Linked DNA regions of Gossypium hirsutum: region 2 is linked to region 1. The links are chromatin contacts, called in public Hi-C maps. All regions are on one chromosome and are shown on one strand. The core of a region is the stretch at or near the end of the contact, and the rest is flanking DNA. Distances in the headings are between cores, read along the strand shown.

Region 1 (7,510 bases), core at 3,216-5,715:
GTATGATAAAAACGAGTACAATATGACTTGCTAAATGATATACGATGTATGAAATGAATTGATAATGAGATTGAAATGTGGTATGTGGTTATAATGTATATTGGTTTAATGTTACCTTATTAACGGTCCCGACTAACATTGAATTAGTTGGCTTGCCTTAGGTTGAACTATGATTGTCGGGCCATCCAGGGTGGTAGGATATGTATATAGTGAAAACCATCGTTGTCGGGCTATTTAAGATGGTGGAATAAGAAAAATTTTGAAAATCATCGTTGATGGGCCACCCGAGATGGTAAAATGTAAAAATTGTAAAAACTATCGTTGTTGGGCCATCCGGGAGGGTAAAATATTAAATAGTGTGAACCATCATTATCGAGCAACCCAAGATGACAAGCATAGATAAAGGTTATGATAGAGAAAACACATAAGCTACTCTGCTAATCAAATGAAAACGAGCCCTAGGGGCCGAAATAAATATGAATGAGTCAATAGATTTTAAAAAGGGATTTGAATGGTAAGTTAGACGATTTAATGATGTTGATTGAACAAGGTCTGGAATTTGTATAGTGAGCATGTCTTATTTTTGTTAGATAGTCAATTGGGACTTTAAGGCCAACTATGCTTTTTTTTTATGCTAGGTTGAATCAAATGGAAGTTAGGAACATAGTGGTCTGTCGAGGAAGTCGCAACTCCACCCCCAGGATGTCGCGACACTAGCCCTCCTCATCGCGATGTCCCCTGTTTGATGTCACTACATCGACTTGGTATTCTTTTGAAGACTTTATAATTTGGTCCTCAGGTTAGGAAGCTTGCTTACTAACTTCAAGATCGTGACACCAAACCTTGGAAGTTGCGACACCAGTCTAGAAAGTTTTGAAAACGTTGCAATTTGGTCCTCGTTCAACCCCCAAGATGGTATTGAGCTTTCATAAGCTCATAAATGACCTAGAAATGATTATTTATCGTGTTTTACGCATGTAATACTCGTAATTAAATGTTTAATGATGGAATTTGTGTATAATTAATCGTAATTGCTCTAGCAACGAATGTGATATTCTATAACTCGGACCTTGCAATCGGGTCGGGTATAGGGTGTTACATATTTTTTTTTGAAAGAAATGTGTTTATATTTATAAATATTATTAAATACTTCAAATTAATTTATATAATTAATTATATATACTAAAATATTTTTTATATAATAGTAGTTTAATTTCCTTAATAATTATTTTGGTTTTTTTTACTATAAGATAATATTTTGTATAATGGAAAGTGATCATTGGGGTTTTAATTAGTTTGAATATGATTCCAATATTTTATATGCTGAAATATATTTATGTTATTTGGAATTTAACTTTTCCTTGAGAGTTACTTTCCCATAAAGTTGGCAATGTAATTACGATGATAAATAGTGAAAATTTTAGTTTCCCATATAGGTTGGAAGGTTAAAAAAATATTAAAACAAAATTAATCCTATTTTATTTTGGTTTATAGTATTAGTCTATTAAGCATTATCAAAAGGGCATAATAACTTATTTGGTTCTCCATCTTTAGAAGAAAAAAAAAAGTCATTTTAGCCATCCATTTAATTATTTATCTTTTTTAGCTCTTAAACTTGCATTGTTTGTCAAATCACCCCAAAATAGATAGAAAAGTTAACATTTGTTAACTTTGCTGATGTGGCATATACATGAATTGTCATGTGGATGCTATGTAAGTAATTAATTAATTTTTTAAAATTTAAAAATTCATAAAAAATATAAAAAAATGTTTTTAAAAATTTAAATTATAAAATATAAAAAAATAGTTTTAGTTTTTTTTAAAAATTAATTAATTGCTAACGAGACATCAGTAAAACTAACAAATGTTAATTTTTTCATCCATTTAAGGTGATTTGACAATCTAAGTTCAATGATTAAAAGAGACAAAACATGAAATAAACTAAAATGACTTTTATTTTTTGTAAAGTTAAACAGCAAAAGAGTTATTATGCCAAAAAAAAAAAAAGTTGTTGCCTTTAATTGATTCTCTCTTTTACTTCAATCGATCCTTTGAAAGTAAGAATTTTTTTCCCAATTTTACTTTTAACGTACATATTTAATCAACTATACAATATATAATTTAAATATTATATTTCTTTTCTATTTCTTTTCTCTCTTTCTCTTATGATATATTGTCAAAAGAAATTTCAACAAGACTAGAGTTGAAACATGCAAAAACATCCTACAAAAGTTAAATATGTCAATATTCTAGGTTCAACTCTCACTTTCTTCCCTCAACCTTCTAATAGTACTGCACACCATCACAGTGCTAGCAATATTCAAAGTATAAGTGCAAAACATGTAAAAATAAGTTTTATATATGCATAATTTTATTTAGGTAATATATACAAGATTTTGAAACAATTTCTTTTTTCAATTAAAATTATAAATTCAAATGATAATTTTAAAAATTATCATTTAAAATATTATTTTTAAATATTTAATTTAAATATTTGTTAATAATAATTGTTATAGTAAAATATTACATAAATATCATCTTTTATTTAGTAAAAATAATATCATAAATTATGATTACATTCCCATAAAACCATTTGGTTAACTAAATGTAATAATAGAACTTTCCTAAAATATTAATCTAAACTTTTCAATGTACATCAAAAGTTCAATTAAGTTTTCCATCACTAATATTCTTAATAATCACATTTTACTGAAATCATAAGATGGTCAATCTCGCTATTTATTTTAATCTCGCGATAGTCAATCTCACTACTATAATCAGGTATATCAACCTTACAATTGAGAACAGGCCCCCAAGTTGTCTTTAATTTGTGATTCACGGAACACGATAGCAGCCTTTCTCCTACTGTCCTTAGTATAGTTAAAGTTCCCACTAGCATGAAATCAACCTTATCCAGAAATTACATAGCTTGCTTTTATAAAGTAAAAAATTGCACTGGTGACAATAAGATATTTTGCAACTGAGCATGATTCATACAAGAAGAGATCAGATGCACGAAACTTTGGGTTTAAAGAACATGGATTCTATATAATTGGATGCTGCATTCATATCAGAATAACATTTTTACGAGTTTTCTGTTGTGTGCTAAATTTCACAAATCCTGGGAAGAGTTTAAATAGATCAAAGCACAGATTACCAATAAAATTTGGATTTATTATTCACATCATGTTGAGTTATTTCGGAATCCAAAGATCAAAACAAAGAAAATTTGTGTTTGAAAGATGAAAACAGAAGCAAAAGCAAATCGATTGAGAGGAAAAATTGATTGGAGCAATACAATGTGCATAAATAGCTTCATTACATTAATTGGAAGAAAACAAAACATAACTTGTGCTAGTATGCAAGCTGTAAAATCAGCTTAATGATAATCTAAGAAGCTACTAAATCAGCTAAGTAGCTGACTAACCTTAGCAAAAACAAAATTACAATCAGACAAGACTTAGTTTACATATTACAAAAAATTCAAACATCCAAATTACACATTCATTTCCTTGCCGCTGCCTTGTTGCCAACTTTCAACACATCATCATACATTGATTAATTTACATGAATCAACAACCACGTAGTGAAATTGGACCTTTCAGTTTCTTTGGGGTATCTTGGATTCATAATATAGAGAAATAATTTTAGACAAACCAACACACAAACCCTTATCCTAGACTTCGTCTGTGGGTTATTTTGATCTCTAGCTGCTCACTACATAATTAAACATATGGAAGAGACGAGACTATAATAATCTAAGCGGTTTAAGAGTGAGAAGACAAGGTTTTGCCAAAATCTTTTATAATCCTCTTCATCACACCTCCCCTCTGTGGTGGCTTCATTGGTGGGTCGCTAATGGGTGTCTGAGGCGTTTTCGGCGGCCTGCTGTTACTGCTTCCAGGATCTCTACAACTTCCATCATCTCCACTGCGGCTGCCGCCTTGGTTGTTGCCTTCACTCATCCTCTGATCTCTACTTGATTAACAAAAGAGCAGGAATAATGAATGGAGTTTGAAAGGAAAGATGAAGTGGGAAAAATGGGAGGCCTTTTAATGTTGGATTTATGGGTCTTAAGCGTTCAACGACAAACCCAGCTGCACAAGGGCATGCGCATTTTTGCTTTAATGGTATGGCCCCCGCATCCCACGTGTTCTTTTTTTTCCTTGGATAACTCTGATACGTCATTAAGGTATAAATGGATGCATAATTATTAAATCTTTTAAAAATAAAAATAGATAATTAAATGGCAATTAAAAAATTTATCACATCACATCATACAGTTTATTGTTAGTTGATAGATTTATACACTAACCATCTATTAAATATAATTTTTGAAAAATATATTAGTAATCTAAACAAACAAATATAGTTTAAGAATGAAGAGGCAACCTTTATATTAATTCAATAAACAATTGCTGTACAAATTTATAAATATTAGCAAGAAAGGGATGATTCATACATGACCTCATTATTATTAGAGCCTTCACGTGCCTATTTGGAGTTTGACCCCACTAACCACTCCCATGCTCCCTCCTTTTTTTTAATTAAAATAATATTAAAAAATTAATTAATTATAGTAAGAGGTTGAGGATCAAATTAATTATGAAAAATGATGTTTGCTACACTAATTTTAAGCCTCGTTTGATACACACAGTATCAATGAATTTTTTTCTAAAAAATAAAAAATATTTTTTTAATTGGTGTCACTAATGTGTCAAATGACAAACCTTGATTAAATAAAAAACTTATTATTTTAGGATAAAGTATTAAATGTAGGGAAAAGACATTAAGACATTAAATGCATGAAAGAGCCACTAAGGCATTTTTTTAAGTATAATAGCAAGATAAAACCCGAACAACAAACGCAACTAACGCATTAAATGAAGGGAATATGTTGTTATCTAGTGTTGGAACCATAAATCAATTTTTATTTTTTTTTCACTTTTTCAACTCTTTTTTTTCTATCAAATTTTTTTTTAAAAATTATCGCTGCTGCCAATGTGTTAGGCAGCACCACAATTTTTTTTTCACTTTTTCAAGTTTTTTATTTTCTATCAAATTTTTAAAGGAAAAAAATCACTAGTACCGCCAATGTGTTAGGCGGTACTCAAAGCTACTACAACAAACAACCCATTTTTGTAATTAATTAATTTTTAATATTATTTTTATAAAGAGGCTACAACTTCATTTAAATTAATTTAGGTATAATAATAAATTAAATTTTTAATGTTTCTATTTTTTGGCAATTTGAGGTGATAATTACGATGCAAATTTCATGCCAATTTGAATATGAGACTTTAGATGAGTGATCAATAATATGGCTCGTCGATGTTGCCACGTCATAGATAAGCATTGTAAATCTACTACCGTTTCAACCAGTAAGATACCAATATGGGGAGAGAACCCTTGGTTTGCTCCGTACTTTAAACATTTCCTCTTGTATGTATGTTCAAGTGACTACACTTTGAAGAGATTTGAAGAATCTTTATTCACGCAATTTTGAGTTAGCTCGAACTAAAAGGAAGGTTAGATACTGCAATGGATAGCAGGGTTTTTTTATAAAAATAATTTAAAAAATTAATTAGTTAAAAAAATGGGTTTAGGAAAATTATTTACTAAAATGGATTGTTTGTACAGTGAAACTAGTTAATTAGTTAAAAAATTAATTAGCACCACCCAACTTTTCACCTAATCATCAGCTAATCATTACATTTAAAAAAAAAACTTTTGTGACATCACTATGTCAGGCAACACCTAATATTATGAGGATAATGCGTCGATAATGGTCGAGATAGCTCAATTGGTAGGGCAGAGGACTGAAAATCCTCGTGTCACCAGTTCAAATCTAGTTCCTGGCATATGATTAATTTGTATGAGTATTTAGTCTACAAATTAATTTATATGGATCGACATAATACGTACTTATCTAGCTAGGTATATGAGAGTAAACCCTCTCTTTATTTATTTTATTTTGTATTTTTTCTCTTTTTACAATGAGCAAAGAGGCTATTCTAATGTGTCTATTATAATGTAGTAAAAGATAAATTTTGCTTATCTTTCCTCTTCTTTTTATTTGTTCACACTACGACTTCTCACATTCAAAAAGAATGTTAATACTTCATACATATTTAATTAAAAGATTAAAATAGTTGGTTGAAAGGCCCAGTAAAAAGTCGGGTCTAGAGGAGTTCTGTCTAGTGTGCATTTTAAAAAAATACTCGTATTTTTACATGTATACACGATGAGAGAAAAATAAAAAAAATATTTCTTTTTAAGTGGGTGTCATCAATGTGTTAAGAGACACCCTTTTGAATTTTTTAAAAAAAATTCAATCACGAAAACAAAGAGTTGAAGGTAAAAATAAAAGCTGATAAAAAAAGAAAGCCTGTCACTAATAGAAATTGTGGAATTAAAATTAACTTTTTAATAAAAATAGTGAAGAAATTGTCATTTATTTATAAGACAAATGTGATATATGAGAGTGTTCTCTAGTCAATATTGGATTAAAATTAACTTTTAACTTTTTTAATTTCTTAAATTATATTAAAGGTTAAATATAAAATTGGTATTTGAACTTGCCATCTTCTCCCAAATTGGTACTTAAGGGTTTTCTTTGTCCCAAATTAGTGCTTGAATTTTTTCTCCGTCAACTAATTTGGTACTTTTTTTAACGCCGTTAAATCCGAAATAGGTAGTAGAACAAGATTATGACACATGACATAATGACATCATCATGATTTCATAAACTAAAAAATATATTAAAAATTAATAAAATTATTTTCATTTTTTCCTTATTTCCTTCCTTTTCTCGTATTCCTTTCTTCTTCCTCTTGTCACTTTGTCTTTGTCTTTTTTGGGTTCATTCAACATTTCTAGGTTGCTTTGAAAAAAAATTTAAAAACATTTCTAGGTCCATTTTTTTTCTCATTCCTTCTTTTTCCCTGTAATTCATTTCTTCTTCCTTCTTCCTCTTGTCACTTTTCCTTTTTTTTGGGGGGGTTTCATTCAACATTTTTAGGCCAGAGCATTAAAACAATAAAAATTTGTAATTAAAATTTTTTTGGGTTCATTCAACATTTCTCGTATTGAAAAAAAAACAATAAAAATTACAAAACTCATCAATCCATTAAAACACAAAAACCAAAACATTAACATCACAAACATATTAGAACACCCGTCAGTCCATTAAAAATATCAAGAAAATTAAAATCACAAACAAAACCAATTAAAAAAAATTAACATAACAAACAAAAATCCATCAATCTATAAGAACACAACCAAAAAAAAAAGAAAATGATGAGAAACAAATCAAAACCAAGACCCGTTTCAAGTTTTTGGGTTCTTAAGATTCAGGCCATGGTCGATAAATCCAAATGGTCAAGACGTTGGACATAGTGAGGAGAAGCTACGATCAAGTTCCATGATTATTCAACGGTGGTGGCTTTATTCGACGTCGAAGAGCAACGATAGTGAAGCGACGATCAGAGGCTTTGAAAAAAATAAAGTA
Region 2 (7,510 bases), core at 1,999-4,498, 430 kb before region 1:
GTTCTTCACTCGGCTGTGAGCCAGTGAGTACATTGCCGTGTCTGTGATATTCCGGCAATAGTACAGACCAAGCGACCTCAAATGGAGACATCCATTTGCCAAAGCAATCACGCTATCATCTGCAATACAATGTAAAAGCTGATCAGTCTTCATCTTCAAAGCATGCAATGTTTGCCTTCTGTTCTTGAAAGTGAAAATGGTAAACAAGCTTAGTTATTCGAAGACTGAACATCAACCTGCTTCAAAAGCTAGAAATGACGGTAAAAGTTTCTTGATATTGTAGTCCACTCTCATGCAAACTTCACATATGTTTTAAACTGGATTATAGGGAAGCCAATTTAAAGTCAATAAATAGATGGTATCCACATTTGAGAATACGAATGCATAATTTTAAATTGTCTACCGACAACCATTAGCACTAGGTGCTGCCAGACTTCACTAGATATACGTGGAAGCAAAATGCCATGTCAAATTTCAAAGGGAGATGAATTAGGCAAGAGTGTTGGAATTTGGAACTGAAACAATATGTTGAATTTCAATGTCACAGCAGTAAGTTATATTACATTGTAAATACCGAATATGAACCCAATGAAAGCAATACCTGTTATGCGGACACAGCCACACAAGTCAAGGCATCTGAGATCAGGGCATCCATATGCTAGACTCGTAACTCCTAGATCACCAACGTTGTCACACCATCCCAGATTTAAAGAGTGCAACATATTGCAGTTCTGTCCAATAGCCTATACCAATATTTCTGAATCAAGTAAGTCAATTTTCTAATCAGCAAGTAAATAATAGTATTGTTCCTACCTGCAATGCGCAGTCAGTTGCAGCTTTAACGCATCCACAGAGATTTAATATTTTTAGTTTTCGACAAAATTTAGTCAAATATTCAAGACCTTCATCACTGAATGATGTGCAGCCACTGATGTTAAGTTTTGTAAGATTAGGGCAACCATGGGCCAAAGCATAAAATGAGCGATCACCAAGCTTGAAACTTTTGCTGAGGTCCAGATCCTGCAGATCATGACAGAATTTCGCAATAGTCTCAACAGCAGTGTCCTCAAGCTGCGGATTTTCTTGGCGTAGTACGAGAGTTAGCAATTTGGTAAATTTAGGAGCAAGGGATAGAACCAAGTTGTTCATGTTCTTCCAGCACCTGCAGCAAGATACCACACAACCCAATTTTAGCGAGGAAGTAAACTACCACAAATAAAATGACAAATCTAAATGCAGCCAAGCATAATATGAAAAAGTTTCCAACCAATAAGGTAGATATAAGATATTTCAAGATCTCCACATCAAACAAGCTTTAACCATTACTACTAAGATTAAATGTTAAGCAAGTTAATAAGCATCAGGTGGGGCACAAAAATACTACCATAACCACCAATATACATTGATAAATATATTTAAGAATTGATAAACCCGACTAGGAGAGTGTTTTCAAGTCATGCATTATGTTATCCTACCTATCAGAAACTAACGTACTAGGTGCTACAAACTTGGAGAACACTGAATACATCTTCCTAAATCAACCAAATACTTTCTTCAAGATTCATAAAAGGGAACAATGACCAAAACATTATTTGTAAACTCGTATCATTTATGAAGGTTCAAAAATCAAAAGCATAGCCAAATGAATGGTACTTCAACAAAAAATAATGCAAGTTTGCTGGTTAATTATAGTTAAAACAGAAAGTGACACGGGCAATTGTAAAGGCAATAATCAAGGGCTAACTGAAAATGGAACTTTATGAGGTTAACCCAGACACTTAATGAGGATATAGCATCAAGAAGGACTTTATAAAAGCCCTAGTACTAAAAAGATCTAACCTCCTTGAAGCTATAAAAGAACAGCAATATTCATATCTTAGAAGGCCAGGCAAATGAATCTATGGGCTGCTATGCGTCCAAAACTACTAAAAGGTTTGCCTTAGAGCTAGAGACAAGCAAACAAAGAACAGGAAATGAATTACAAATTATTGCTTTATATTAGAGTAAATCCTGGTTCTGTTCAGAACTCTAGAGGTAATAATAGCTAACCTGCAAAACAAGCACATAAACATCAAACAATTGTTGACGGAAACAACGAAAAACACAAATATTGGTACTTTTGAACATTGGAAAAAACAGATACCATGAGAGACAGAGATGGGTAAGGCCCAAGCAAATAGCATCCCTCCACCCACTACAAACACCAGAAGCAACAATAGCAGTTCGATCATCAACAAGGGAAACAATTCTCAACAACAGCTCCATAGGAATATCTTTCCACTCAGTGATCACCGCACCCTTCCTCTTAACTCCTTCACCACTATTTCCAGCAGCAACCATCATCAGCTTCTCAAAGCACAAGTTCAAGAATTCACTTCGCACCTTTTCTTCACCTATCATTTCACTTTCCTTTCTACTCACCACCGCCTTTTACTCAAGCTTATAAATTCCCTTGGTCCTAGAACCCAAAAGACTAATAAAAATAAAGTTAGAATGAGAAAAAACCAAAAAAGGACATTGAATTCAGTGAACACAGTCTAGTAAAGCGACAAGTGTCTAGAAAACACAACAGAAACCATGTGTCACAACCTTAAGAAACTTTGCAGATATTTTACAGAAGACCACAAAAAACAATCAAGTTTCTAGAATTTTAGCAATTTCTAAAGTATACCCTAAATTAAAATTTTAACTTTCTTAGTAGTTTTGTTAACTCTTCTTGGCATATACCAAACAGGTTGTTCGAAAGAGAAACAAAAAGAGGCCTTTTTTGTTAACTCTTCTTGGCATATACCATAGTTCAACAAATTGGATATCAGAGGGATGGACATGCAAAAACTAATAGAAATGATCACTGGAAAAGGAAACAAAAACAACCCCATTTCTTTAATGCAACAACCTCATTTCTTTGATTGCAAAACTTAACATTTCCAGCTGAAAGCTAAAATTATGAATTTTCATGTAAAATATTAAAATTTAACCCGCTTCAAAAGCAGCAGCTCAGTTTATAAAACAAAAGAAAAGCGGATGAAACAAACAAAAGTAAACAAGAGACAATCACCAAATAACAAATTTTAAGAAATTAAGAAGGAAACAATGGAAGATTAAGATTATGATCATACCTTTTTACTGGGTTTCTTTGTTTTCCTGCTTCGCTTTGCTCCAAGTTCATATGGATTTTGTTACCCAAAAAAAACAAAACGAACAAGAGTTTACTTACTAAAACATCAGAGAAGGAATAAAAAGAAAGGGAACCAATTAGCGACGTCAAAGGTGACACGTGTCGGGAATCGACGGTGATGTGATATTAAACGTAGTGGGACCAACTTAAAAATTTATTTCTAATCACAAAAACGTAAGTCATCAATATAGCGATTAGTAACGAAAGGAACCAGGTCCAAAACTTAGAATGAAAAATTAAACAAGTTCCAAGCAATAACATTAAATAAGTAAATACATGTTGGAGTAATTATAAGTATGAACCTAAATATATAATCTCGAATCTAAATACGTAACATCAAGACTTTTATCTTTAGTGGTTTGAATTTTCTTAAATGAGAGAAAATTTGAGGTTAAGTGTTGTTTTATTTATTTATTTATTTTGTTTAAAACCGAAGCCGCGCGGAAAAGCAATCAACAAGAAATTAAGTTTGTTGTATTTTTATTATTACTTGGTGTTGAGGTGTGGAGAAGAAAATATATAATTAATAAGATTTATATTTAAAAAGTAAAGAATTTGGACAACCTTGCGTACTAACAATAGAAATTTACACAAGTATCTAAATATATATACACTATATAAATGTGGAGTTAATTAGTTAAAAATGTCACTTTTAAAAGTTAATTAGGGAATTAAGTCGTTTTTTTCTTAAGAATATAGGTCGATTTTAGAGAGTTGGAAGCGTTTTCAGTTAAGGTGGCAGTCAAGGGGTTGAAAAGCGCTTCCTATAGGAAACATTTTCGTCTCATGGTCAATTTTTTTTTCGACGATTAAAATTTCAAATAGCTAATTACATTTTTGCTTCCCAAAGGCTATTTCATTTTCTATATAAACATACTTGTTTTCTTTTTTCTTCATTCAATCCTATTCCCTTAATTCTCTCTACTATTTTATTCTCAATTTTTTCATTCAATTTCTCTCAAATTCTTCTTGTCTTAATTTTATATTTCATAATTTCTTTGATTTCTTTGATTTTTATAATTTTCAAAATATCAAGGCCTCTTATTCGTTTGAATGTCAAACACATTTTCGGCATCCAATTACAAATAGTAAGAAAATATTATCAATTTTTTTATTTTAAATTAATATAATTATTATGTTAATATTATTAATATTTTAAATTTTTTATATTTATATGATCAGATCGAAGATCAAATAATTGAGACGTATATACACAATTTAAGTGGAAGGGCACCATGTGTAATTGAACACTAACTGCAAGATGCGAGATTCTTGCATGTGTCTCGTATGCTCGGGGGGACTAAATTGAAGCTCGAACTTATCAGCGCTTCGGTGGAAAGATGGAGACTCGAGACACATATTTTATCTTCCGTATGGTGAGTGTACAATTACACTTGAGGATGTAGCATTACAGCTCAGTTTATTGGTTGATGGGGCCGTTATTATGGGGGTAGTGAGCGTTGGCGACTGAAGCGCAATTTGCAACCAACTATTAGGCAAGGTGTCGGGTCAGTTTAGTGGTGGCCAGATAAAGATGAAATGGTTGAAGACAATTTTTCATATATTAATAGCTCCACTAGTATCGTTGGAAGACAACAATACGTGCGAGCATTCATATTGAGGTTAATCGAGGGTCTTTTAATGCAAGATAAATCTCGAAATCTGGTACATTTAAGGTGGCTCCTACAACTAATTGACTTAAAAGAAGTGATGCAACTCAATAGGGGATTAATTATGTTCGTGACATTGTACCAAGAGATTTGCAGGCAATGAAAACTTGCGCAAGTAAACTTGCGTGGGTAGTATTTCGCTTTCATGACTTGCGTGAGTAAACTTGTGGGGTTGGTAATTAGCTTCCACCCTTGCTTTGCCAACAAGGTTTTTTTAAATGACGATAAATCTTTAAACCCAATCCCCCTTGTGCCTCAGGGATTCATAATGACGCCAATTACACCAATGAATACCTTTTCTTTTTGTTTTTACATTTTGCCATCAAAATTTACACATAATATTCTCTAAATCTCGACATAATGAAGTTGGTAATTTGAAACATTGCATAGCATAGATTGGGATGGCTTATAAAACTGATTTGATAAACACCTCTCTCTCCTTCTAATGGACAAATTACGAATACTCAAATTTTAACTTTTGTCAAAAAATTTTCCTTGATTTCTACAAAAGCGTTTCTCTTTCTCCTTCCCACCATTGTTGGTAATCCAAGTTATTTTTTTGGGATTATTGAATATACAAACCCCTAGATCACTCCCTATTTGATGCTTGACTGCCTCGTTAGCGTTGTTACTGAAGTAAATTAATGATTTTTCAAAATTCACCAATTGTCCTAGAAATCTTTTCATACTCATTGACTATTGATTTTATAGCTAAAGCTCATTTTGTTGTTGTTTTTCCAAATAAAATACCAGCATCAACGAAAAATAAATAGGTTATTGACAGCCCTCCTCTCCCCACTTTTGCCCATTCAATTTTTCCTTCCTTTTTTACGATGTTAAGGAGTCTTGAAAAACATTCAGCATAAATGATGAATAGATGGGGGCTTATGGAATCTCCTTGCCTTATTCCTCTAGTGGGGTTGAACTCATCCCCTTTCCCTCCATTAAGTACAACTGAATATGAAACACTTTTGATTAGGGGTGAGCAAAACTCGATTCGATTCGAAAAAATCGAAAAAAAATTCGAATTTCGAGTTAAATGAATCGAGTTATTCGAGTTAATTGAGTTATTCGAATCAACTCGAATTTTTTTTTCGAATTTCGAGTTCGAATCGAGTTGAGTTTTCGAATTCGAATAACTCGAATAATTCGAATAATTCGAATATTAAACTATAATATTTTATATTTTTACCCTAAACTCCCAAACCTTTTTACTTTTCCCCTAAAACTTTTACTCCTTCCCACTTTTCCCCCAAAACTTTTACTCCCCTCCCCTCCCAACCCCCCAATCTACCCAAAATTCATTTCCTACCAAAATTTTACTCTCACATTTACTTTTTCTCAAAATTTTACTCCAAAAAACCCTCAAAACATTTTATTTTCCCCCACAATTTTTTACTTCCTCCCACTTTTCCCCTAAAACTTTTATTCCCTTCCCATCCCACCTCCCATCTACCCCAAACCCTCCCCCCTCCAATTTTTTTTAATATTTTCCCTCCAAAATTTTACTCCCCCCATTTACTTTCCCTCAAACTTTTATTCTCCAAAACTTTTTATTTTCCCCCTAAACTTTTACTTCTCACCCTTTACTCTAAAATAAAAAATCAAAATTATCCAAAAAAAATCACTAAACATAAACAGTAATAATTTTATTTATATCTACTATTTATATTATTAAATTAAATTTCACATTTTATATTATTTATATTATTAAATTGTTTAGTCATATTGAATATTTATATTGAAATTGAATTATTAATTATGCCATAAAATATTCGTGTTAAAATTTTATATTGGTATCAATTTCACATTTTATTTTTAAAATAACTTTTATTAAAAAATTATATTTTTACATTTAATATATTATTTAATTCCAAAATGCATAGTGACAAGAATCTAAAGATAATTGAAACAACTAAGCAAGCAAAGAAACTAATCAATATATAAAAAGTTAATAAAAAATTGATTAAGGTGGACAAATTTTATTACGATGGGTGACAATAGTTACAAGGACTCAAAATTATTTTTTAAAATTTAACTCGAACAAATATATTCGATTCGATTCGATTCGATTCGAATTCCATCTCACTCGACTCGATTCGAGAAAACTTCAAATAAAGTTAGGATGATAAAATGAGATTCGAAAACTCGATTAACTCGAAAATTTTTGATTCGATTCGATTTGATTCGATCGAATGCTCACCCCTACTTTTGATGCATCGCATGATCAATGATACCCACTTGTTGCAGAATCTAAGATTTCTCATCATATTTTCCACGAAATTCCATATTTCCCTGTTGTATGATTTGCTCATGTATAATTTTAAGGCAAAAGACCCTAGACCATATCTTTTCTTCTTGAAGGAATGCAATAATTCATATGCCACTAGAATGTTGTCAATAATTTGTCTACTTGGTACAAAGGCAAATTGTGTTTCCTCAATGCAATAACTAAGGGCCTTTTTAAATCTATTAACTATAGCTTTTCAAATCATTTTATATACTTCATTCCAAAGTCTAATTGGTCTAAATTGACCCATATTTTTTGGCATTTGAACTTTAGGAATAAGTACGATATTGGTTCTATTAATAACACCTAATTCTCTCTAATTCTTTAAGATTTCTAAGCAAAATCTAGTTATATCATTCCCTATAATATGCC

Evidence for each region. Hi-C and Micro-C count contacts between places; a contact is called where the count stands out from the background.
Region 2: a contact with region 1 is called in a Hi-C map of callus, with 2.0 times the contacts expected there. The contact joins the promoter of LOC107949523 here to the enhancer-like site in region 1. A contact is called at or near these places in 2 of 34 Hi-C or Micro-C datasets (callus and leaf).

What each region holds. Positions count from the first base shown.
Region 1 is chrD03:17,689,411-17,696,920 of Gossypium_hirsutum_v2.1, reverse strand. No RefSeq gene overlaps it. Among protein-coding and RNA genes, the nearest start is that of LOC107949844, 26 kb to the right of the region's middle. Within about 2 kb of position 4,465, at least 8 of the 9 cell types and tissues checked have an H3K27ac peak or open chromatin away from gene starts, as enhancers often do. A contact at or near this core is called in leaf, where this site is marked.
Region 2 is chrD03:18,120,252-18,127,761 of Gossypium_hirsutum_v2.1, reverse strand. LOC107949523 (F-box protein SKP2B) reads right to left here and starts at 3,248. Exons shown (of 5, transcript XM_016884190.2): 1 at 3,120-3,248; 2 at 2,144-2,473; 3 at 814-1,162; 4 at 602-743; 5 at 1-119. The coding sequence starts at 2,400.